Regions from separate parts of the Xenopus laevis genome. Here region 1 is linked to region 2. Evidence: chromatin contacts called from public Hi-C data. All regions are on one chromosome and are shown on one strand. Each heading gives the region's core, a stretch centred on a gene start, on an enhancer-like site or on the middle of the called end of the contact. The rest is flanking DNA. Distances are from core to core; before and after follow the strand shown. Region 1 holds the start of pgpep1l.S (pyroglutamyl-peptidase 1-like protein). Region 2 holds the start of igf1r.S (insulin like growth factor 1 receptor S homeolog).

Evidence for each region. A called contact is a pair of places that touch in the nucleus more often than the background predicts.
Region 1: a contact with region 2 is called in a Hi-C map of the XTC cell line, with 2.7 times the contacts expected there. The contact joins the promoter of pgpep1l.S here to the promoter of igf1r.S in region 2. A contact is called at or near these places in 2 of 4 Hi-C or Micro-C datasets (the XL177 cell line and the XTC cell line).

The regions. Positions count from the first base shown.
Region 1 is chr3S:39,465,046-39,469,892 of Xenopus_laevis_v10.1, forward strand. pgpep1l.S (pyroglutamyl-peptidase 1-like protein) reads right to left here and starts at 1,608. Exons shown (of 6, transcript XM_041587756.1): 1 at 1,395-1,608.
Region 2 is chr3S:39,276,027-39,281,443 of Xenopus_laevis_v10.1, forward strand. igf1r.S (insulin like growth factor 1 receptor S homeolog) reads left to right here and starts at 3,269. Exons shown (of 21, transcript NM_001088265.1): 1 at 3,269-3,468. The coding sequence starts at 3,375.

The DNA of each region.
Region 1 (4,847 bases), core at 358-2,857, 190 kb after region 2:
CAAAGTAAGAAATGTTTCTAATATAGTTAGTTAGCCAAAAATGTAATGTATAAAGGCTGGAGTGACTGGATGTCTAACATAATAGCCAGAACACTACTTCCTGCTTTTTAGCTCTCTAACTCTGAGTTAGTCAGCGACTATAAGGGGGGGGCCATATGGGACATAACTGTTCAGTGAGTTTGTAATTGATCCTCAGCATTCAGCTCAAATTCAAAAGCAACAGATATGACCCATGTGGTCCCCCTCAAGTCTATGATTGGTTACTGCTTGGTGACCAGGGTAACCAATCAGTGGAAACCAAGAGAGCTGCAAAGCAGGAAGTAGTGTTCTGGCTATTTTGTTAGACATCCAGTCACTCCAGCCTTTATACATTACATTTTTGGCTAACTAACTATATTAGAAACATTTTTTATTTTGCACAGCCTATCTATTTACCCAGTTTTTATTTTTATACTGAACAATTCTTTTAAATAATGAGACTGAACAGACTATTTAAAGGGGTAGTTCGCCTTTAGATTAACTTTTCGGATGATGTAGACAGTGATATTCTGAATTTCCAATTGATCTTTATTTATTTAAACAGTTATTTCGCTTTTTTCCCCCGCAAACTGGTTACTAGAGTCTTATTTTGTCTAGCAACCGGGAAGTGATTTCAGTGAGACCCTGAAGGAGGGAGGCTCAGCAGGAAGATACGGTAAGTGATAAAAAGTAACAATAAAATTGTAGCTTCACACAGCAATAGTTTTTTGTGGGGGGTTAGTGACACCCAGCATTTCAAAGCTGTTAAAAAGGCAGAAGAGGAAAGTAAATAACTATAAATCGATAAAGAATAACTAATGAAGACCAATTGCAAAGTTGCCAGGAATAGGACATTCTACGTGATATATAATGTAATAAAGAATCACTTTATGGTGAACATATTTGTATGTATAAATGTGACAGGGAATAAAACATCAGGGCTCGCTGAGCTCTTGTTATTGCTGCAAAAATAATCCCCTACAGGCGGACAAGAGACCTGAGTCGAGATCAAACGGAGGCAGCAGGGCCAGCAGACAGGACTTGGGAGGAAGTTGCAATCAATGTAAGATGACGGAGCTGCTGGGCAGAAGTGAGAAAACTGCCCGGTCAGGACTGCTGGGCACAACAGAGACTTAGGGGGTGGGATTCCCTCACAGCGCTACAGGGTACATATTAGGACACAGGCCTGGACTGGGAGTCAAAATAGGCCCTGCCATTCCAAGTACACAGAGGCCCAAACAGCCCCCTATCAGCCCAAACAGCCTCCTACCAGCCCACTATATAATAACTTTCTATGAAACTGTACAGCAGCCCCTCTGGCATTTTCCAAAACCCACAGATTGCCAGTCCGGGCCTGTTAGTGCTGTGCACCTTACCCCCTGTCAGCAGGAATCGCCGTGCCTCACACACTGCTTTGGCAACACGACCCCATTTCCATGTCCCGAGTGCTTTTTTTTAATGATATTTTATTCTGCCATGCAGGCAGCCTGCGTCAGTATATGTCACCTTGAGGCAAACTGCCAGTGGCTTCTCTAACAAACTTTATAGACACAGCATGACAAGTGTGTGACAGCTGCCTCCTAGTTACACACAGAATATCCTGCCTCGGTTATGTCCCAGTCAGGGCCACCATAAGAATTAGTGACCTTACAAGTTAAAGAAAACCCCAATTGGTGGCCAGGGGCCCCTACAAGTAAAAACATCATTGATGGTCAGACCCCCCCTCCCACAAGTTAGAAAAAAAACATCGGTGGCCAGCTCCCCCAGTTTAAAAAATAATTGGTGGCCAGGGCCGCCCCAAATGAAAAAAAAATAGTACTCAACAAATAAAACAAAAAAACATCACTGGCCATCCCCTGCCACAAGTAAAAAAAAAAAATGGTGACCAGGCCCCCCATAGAATAAAAAAAAAAAACCATTGGTGGCCAGGGTTAACCAGGGGTTTAAAAAAAAACATTGGTTTAGTGGAACTTACCTTACTTCTTCTTCGGCTTCTTTCGTCTGTGGCTCGGTTTCTTTCTACATCATCGGCTCGGCTTCTTTAGGCAGCTGCGGTTTGGCTTCTTTCAGCAGTTGCGGCTCAGCTCCTTTTGACTGTGGCTTGGCTCCTACTCGTCGCGGCACCTACTTCAGTGGCTTAGTGACTCAAGGGGGGTCTGGCTAATCCAGGAAACGCAGCACAGACAGGCCCCCCTTAACATATAGTAGCCACCAGGCCCGGGAGGATTGTCCACCAGTATCCCCCTAATGGCGGCCCTGGTCCCAGTGCAAGGGGTGGGAGACTCATTTATGATTAATAGACATCATTAAGAACGTACACCATACATATACGTAAACAAGACCTTCCAATACCCCTACTAAATTATACTATGATATGGGGGTGGCAGTCCCTCTAAAAGGCAAAGGTCTTGTCTTAGGCCTGGGCCTTGGTGGCCTTTTCCACAAATCCAGGCCTGAATAAATTCATGTATCTTCTCAAGGAGCCAGAATTCAACCTCATCTACTATGAAAGCTCAACTCTCCCATGAAAATATAATGTTTAAGCAACCTCCCTTCCTTATTTTAAGACATCGTACACTTGGGGGTGGCAAATGTTAGGCACCCCCAAGTGATTGTATTGACTTACCTGAAACCCCGGGCCAGTGCTCCTATCAGCAGAAAACTGCACCGGCCCAGGGTTATACCAGTGAGCACCACAGAGCGATCTTCTTCTGGCTTCTTCAAAATTCCCGGGGCAAAGGCATGCACAGTTGAACGAAATAGCCGACTTTTTAAAGTTCGACTTTTCATTTTACTGCGCATGTGCAACCACATGAAGGAAAGAGGAAGACGGAAGAAGATCACTCCGTGCTGCTCACTGGTATAACCCCGGGCTGGTGCAGTTTTCTGCTGATAGGAGCACCGGGTTGTGTCAGTGTAGGGGAAAGGCTTTTTGAGTATTGTATCTAAATCTCAATAGCGCCCATCCAGGCCACTTGTTAAAGGGGTTGTTCACCTTTGAGTTAACTTTTGGTATGATGTAGATATTCTGTAATATTGTAATATTCTGAGATAATTTGCAATTGGTTTTCATTTTTTATTATTTGTGGTTTTTAGCTTTTTATTCAGCAGCTCTACAGTTTACAATTTCAGCAATCCAGTTGCTAGGGTTGAAATTATCCTAGCAACTATGCATTGATTTGAATACGAGACTAGAATATAAATAGGAGAGGGCCTGAATAGAAGGATGAGTAATAAAAGGAAACAATAACAATACAATTGTAGCCTTACAGAGCATTTGTTTTTTTTAACGGGAGTCAGCAACACCCATTTGAAAGCTGCAAAGAGTCAGAAGAAAACGGCAAATAACTATAAAAAATAAATAATGAAAACCAATTGAAATGTTGTTTAGAATTGGCCGTTCTATAACATAATAAAATTTACCTTAAAGGTGAACCACCTTTAAATACAATACAGTACGATCATAGTGAGGTACTAAAGTTCTAGTTCATTTGTGCAAGTTATGCGCTTTGTGGGATGCTTATATTTCAGCCCTTCAAGGGTTTCTATTCAGAAATAGATATTCACAATGTTTACATGTTCCCTGTTCTGTGACTTCCCTACAGGGCTGTTACTCTTAGGGCCATGGCAGATGGGGAAATTTGTTACTATTAGTTCTAGTTTATAGACATGATGGAGGGGCCTTCTGTTCCAGGCCCTCCAGCACATCCACAACTGCTGACAGGCTGAGGCCAGAGAGGAATAGACCTGTGCCCTCTCCTATATAGGCAGGTAATAGTCACTGAGCCAACAGGACACTTTCTTCCCTAAGGCTCTGGGGCGAATTCACTAACCTCCGAAAATTCGCCAGCGACCGATTTGCTCATTGTGCAACACTTCATCAGGCGCAGATTTGCCAGGACAACGCTAATTCACTAAAATTCGAAGTTGCACCCAGGGTGCCGAGCGCTGGCAAAGTTGCGCTAGCGTTACTGCGCCAAGTGAAGCAAAGTTGTGCTATTGTTGGTTAATTTGCTTACGGCGGGAAGTTAAAGTACAATGGACGTATATGTTGCAGCGAGTACATTACACTAAACAAGCCCAGGAAACCTTAATAAAAGAAAATAAAGTTGTTATATCGCCCTACACATGAGCCCAGTATATAGTTTATGTCCCATATGTTAGGAAATGTAGGGGGGAATCAGGTTACCCCAAAAAAACATTTTACACTATTTTTCAGCCTATCACCCTGAAAAATGAAAAGACGCCAGCGTTTTTTGGGACTTTTTCAATTTAAATTTTCAACTATTTTTTGAGGAACTCCTATTCTACTCTATTGCACTTCGCCTGGTCTGAGGTCTGGCACAAGAGATAACGTTCAGTAAAATCCGAATCTTAGTGAATTTGTGTAGTTACGTCCATTCGACAGAGCGCAAATTCGCCAGGCGTTAGGGTGCGAAGTACCGCTAGGGTCTATCTCCTTCACTAGCGAAGTTACGCCGCCCACATTAGTCACTTCGCCCTTTAGTAAATTTGCCCCTCAAGGTGCAGCCAGAATGGGCACTTTCAGATCAGCAGGGGAAATTAACGGTGGGTGCTTCTCACCGTTTTAACCTCTTCTCTGCTGAAAGTTGACACAACTTAGCACATCTCCATTTATAACTCTCCTGAGACCTAGAACCCACGTCATTGCATAATTGTGCTGACCGTTTATCTTTCTGCATTTCAAGCCCCATGTGATCTTGTGCACATTCATCACCACCTTGTGAAACCCTATAGGCCGTGTTAGATCAGACTGCACATTTAAAACTTAAGAGCGAGTGGATTTTTTTAAACAGGTGTTAAAAATC
Region 2 (5,417 bases), core at 2,019-4,518:
ACTGAGCAGCCTATGCAGAGAGCCAATGAAACATTTTGGTTGTGACAGGGACAGACATTGGTTAGAAGGAGACTAGAGATGGATAGATGTACCAGTCCATACACCAAACTTATTTCCACTAGGCAAAATTCCCTGCCTTCTTTAGAATCAATATTCCCCACTTTATAAAACACAAGACAATAGCACATTCTCACAAATCTGATGTGCAAGCACCTCAGCAAATCACCCGTGTATCTTGTGCCTTAATCATATCTAAATCCAGATATGCCAGAGATGGAACATACAAAGGGAAACCTGTAATTATCTTCTGGCATAAAGGTGTACATGGACCAATCAGCATGTGGGGTGAATGGACGAATCCTGTTCAGCTGATTGAAACTGAATTTTCCACATAACCCCCCCCCGCCCACCTGGTATTCACAGACAGATGGCCAGGTAGTATAGTCAAAGCCAAAACAAAATTAGGCATGCATGGCCCCGGCTCAAATCAGCTCAGCCTGTCAAAAAGTGTAAGGGTAGAGGCACACAATACTATTTGGGGAAGATTAGTCGCCCAGTGACAAATCACCTCTTCGTTGGGCGACTAATCTCCCCGCAATGCCTTCCCCGCGGCTAGAATCTAAATCACCTGTGGGATGGCACTCAGAGCGATTTGAAGTCGCACAAAGTTGCCTCACGAGGAAACTTCTGAAAATGAAGAACTCCGAGCGCCATCCAGCCAGCGATTTAGATTCTAGCCGTGGGGAAGGCATTGTGGGGAGATTAGTCGCTCAAAGAAGATGCGATTTGTCACTGGGTAACTAATCTCCCCAAATAGCATATGTGCCTCTACCATAACAGTGGCTAAGGGTTTGTTTCTCCTTTAATGGGATCCTGTCATCGGAAAACAGTTTTTTTCCCAAAACGCATCAGTTAATAGTGCTACTCCAGCAGAATTCTGCACTGAAATCCATTTCTCAAAAGAGCAAACAGATTGTTGTATATAGGGTTGCCACCTTTATTAAAACAATTTACCGGCCAGTGGGGGGCGGGTACCAAAAGGGGGCGGTCTGCGGCGCTAGAAAGGGGCGGAGCTACGTGACAGGTGCAAACGGGGCGGAGCAACATCGCTGGAAAAAAGGTAAATTCTTTGCGATCTTTGCTAATTGGGGGCAGGCCAGGGGCTTTTTTTTAAAGGGTATTACAAATTACCGGCAATTGTAATTTGTAATGCCGGCCCCGGCAGGTGTTTTACCGGCTAGGCCGGTAAAATACCGACCGGGTGGCAACTCTAGTTGTATATTCAATTTTGAAATCTGACACAGGGCTAGATATTTTGCTATATTTTTGTTTCCCAGCTGCCCCTGGTCATGTGACTTGTGCCTGCACTTTAGGAGAGAAATGCTTTCTGGCAGGCTGCTGTTTTTCCTTCTCAGTGTAACTGAATGTGTCTCAGTGAGACATGGGTTTTTACTTTTGAATGTTGTTCTTAGATCTACCAGGCAGCTGTTATCTTGTGTTAGGGAGCTGCTATCAGGTTACCTTTCCATTGTTCTTTTGTTTGGCTGCTGGGGGGGAGGGGGTGATATCACTCCAACTTGCAGTACAGCAGTAAAGAGTGATTGAAGTTCATCAGAGCACAAGTCACATGACTTGGGGCAGCTGGGAAATTGACAATATGACTAGCCCCATGTCAGACTTCAAAATTGAATATAAAAAAATCTGTTTGCTCTTTTGAGAAACGGATTTCAGTGCCGAATTCTGCTGGAGCAGCACTATTAACTGATTCATTTTCCCATGACAGTAATTCTTTAAAGAGTAAATATGCACGGACTATACGTTTTGTTACGAATGTGGCAGAATTCCACCCATCAAATCCTTACGTTAAAGCAACTTTCTTCTGAAAACAACATAAAACCTGCGGCACAGGTGGCACAATACATAGGCAAAATAATAATAATCCCCACCTCGCGTCTCAACCCCTTTTCCTTTTAGATCGTAAGCTCTTTTGGGCAGTGCCACCCTTCACCTTTTTTGCCTCGGTTACCGATCACCCTGTAGGTTCTTCCTGTAAACCCAACTTATTGTACAGCGCTGCGGAATACGTCGGCGCTCTACAAATGCCCCATCACAAGAAGGGTAAAATTAAAACAACTTTTAACATTATAAAATAACCTTTAAACAAAAAAAATTATACCACCAACAAATGCAAAGTAATTTAGTATTTGATGGTAGTAGAAGGGAATGCTTCGGCACGTTTGCTGTATAGTAAATATTTCATATATGTGAATACAATGAGTGATTTGCCAGTAGTAGTAGTAGTAGTAGTAGTAGAAAGCCTGTGTATAAGGAAGATGCCCGCTGATGATGATGATGACCGGATAAGCAGATAATATACGAGAGTAAATGCGCCAGGGGCTCAGAGAACTATTTTAAAGCAGCGGCATTGGATTCCCGGGCGAGTCCCGTGCAGCGGAAGTATCTCCCAGTCCTGGCTTTGCAGACAGCCCAGTGTGTGTGTGAGTGAGAGAGAGAGGCTCAGGCTCTTGTTTACAGCATTAGCGCGGCGCACACACACACACACACACACTGACACACACACTGAGAGGAGATCCCAACGCGAGAGCCTCGGTGGCGTCCTAGGGCTTCTACACACGGATAAGAAGAGCAGCTTTAAGCCTCACGGGCTTTATAGTAGAAAAGAAGCGCTGGTTGGGCCAGTCTCCTCCATTCATTGGTCCGACGGGCGTGGAGCAGCGGCCTCCCTCCTGCTGCCGTGGGATAGAGTCTTGTGCCCGGGGCTGACATGGAGGGAGAGGAGGGCGAGGTGTGGGCTTCGGATTTGTCCTATCAGCTTCCTCCGTGCGCCCCATTCCGGCGGCGGGACTGACGCACTGTGTGCCAGGGCAGATACACGTTTCCCCGCGGGACTAAGGAGTCTTGGATTTACCGGCCACCGTATTCTATAGCACCCGACGTCTTTAAGGAGAGCGGGGGGAGACAACGCAGAGAAACAAGGGAGAAATCCGAGCCCCTCCATTGGGTAACGGGGCCCAATTCCTGCTAGTGGGCGGGGCTTGTACCAGAGAACCCCAATTAACCCCCTTGTCCCTCTGCCTATCAGTCAGGGCAGGGGGGACGAGTGTGGAGCTCAGGGGCTCCCTCTAGAGTTGGTGCTGACCCGCTGTACAAGTTGGCCAGTCCGCGGAATAATCCACGTTTCACGATCCGAGCAGGTTCCGGAGCAAGGTGACCCGGCAATTCCAGGGGCTTGTGGTCCAGGTAGAAAGGCGCCATTTTTCTTATTTCGGGCCAGGAGGGAAGTTCCTGGCAGCGCGGATGAGTATTTTCTCGGGTTCCCTGAGTGGGCTGTACGCGGGGACTTGTTTGTGGACATGAAGGCCGAATTGGTGCCTATTTGCACGACCTGGATCCTGGGGGTCGTCCTCGTCGTCCTCCTCCTGTGCCTGGGACCGTCGGCTGGGAAAAGTGAGTGTCCTGCAGCCCCTTATTACCCCCTGTGGGCACGTGGGTCTCGCGGGCAGTCTGGGAAGTGTCACTGCATCAGTCCTGGCTGCTCTGCTGCGCATCAGTGGGGAGCAAAGGTTTGGGGGGATCAGAAGCCGCACATTCTTCTCTCTATGCCTTAGATCCCACCTGCTGTTACTAATAACGCAGATCCCCCATCACTACTGGGCTCTCAGGGGCCCCAGAGACCTATAAATCATTGCCATATTACAGCTATGATCAGTCAGCTCCGTGTTCTGTGCCCAATCTGCAGCCCCCTGTGCATGCTGGGAGTTGTAGTCAATAACAGTTGGAGAGCTGCAGGTTGGGCATTCTTGCTGCTGCTGGTGTTTTGGCATCTGTGTAAGTGTGTTTAATGCTGTTGCTTGTGTATGTTACTAATGATTACAGCTCATGCAGCATCTCCCACATCAGTCTCTTCTTACTGTTGAACTTGGTGCTTTAGTCCAGACATTTGCTCCTGTTGGACTACAGATCCCAGCATTCCTGCTTGTGACTATTCTCCCCCTCCTCCAAATTCACTTGTTCACTGGCAATAAGTGCAGCTGCTGTTTTGCTTGCTTGTAAGCTCACCATTGGAATTGTAGGCATCATATCAAGCTCAGGTCATGCTGGCTTGTCAGCAACAGCCCTGCCTTGCTTGTGTCCTGTTCATGATTGGTTTGGGAATTTTCGTGGAAACGGAACAATGGATTTCCCTTGTATTTCAGTTTTTTGTTTTTTTTTTAAATTTTTCTGAAGTTCAAAAGATTCTCATGCATCTAGTTGCGTTCTAGGCTACATGGTTTGTAGTGTAAAAGTGTGGCTGATAAAACTGATGATACTCTGGAGGAACCGTAACACAGATATTAGGCTTAACCTCAAGGATGTGACCGTTTTACCTTTTACCCACTGGCTCAATTACAGTTTCTTTATGTTGTCGGCAACTGATGCACCATGATTCTGCCTTTCAGCAACAACCTCTCTACTGACACAAAGTTGCAGCCTTGCAACGACCTTAAGACTTTCTGTGCACCCATGTTTATAAGATCCCTTCTACCAGTCAGGCCAACCATAAACTGGTTATAATGGATATTGGGGCTTATGTTATAAGCATATATATATAACCATGTCCAGGGGTGAAACCATTATATGGGTTATACTTTATCATGCTGATGTTAAATATATAAAAACAATTATTGTATCTCATTGTTAACAGGGGCTTGAACCTTCTTTCCCTCCCTTCTATTCACCCTTTTATTTCTGGATGTCTGTCCCTAATCGTGTGGCCAAGATGTCTCAGGCAGGTTGTATGTGTACCTGCTAAATACCTTCTTATGTTTGTGTTTTCCATATCGGATGGTTGAAGTTTACGAATGGCCCTTAAAAGCTAGTTTTCCATGTGTTTTGGTAAGAGCTGTTAGTGCTTGACTTTCAATGTCTTTGACTGAGAAATACAATGGAGAATAGGCAGAACGGTGTGTCTCTTTAGCATGGCAACAATAAAATGTGCCGGTGGTTGTGTTGCCAGCAGAAATCTGTCCAAAGACTTTGCTGATCTGCTCCATGAGCCAGAGGCACACACACCATGAATATTTACTATCTCCGGTGCCATGTGATCATTGTGTCTGCCATATACAGACACAATCATACTTTAGGTGAACCAGACATAACATTACACATAATCCCTGTGTCTCCATTTAATGCTCAGACTTTCATAGTAAGCTTCTGAGGCCATGTTTTTATTTGCCACAGACTTGACCTCTCTCTCTCTCTCTCATCTATAATCTATCAAAAAAAAAAGTACTAGCAACACTGGGGTTGTCATTAAAAGCAAAACGTGTTATTGTATTATATGCATAACCGACGTGACGTTTCCGTTCCCACTAGGAGATAGAGAGAGATATATATATATATATATATATATATAT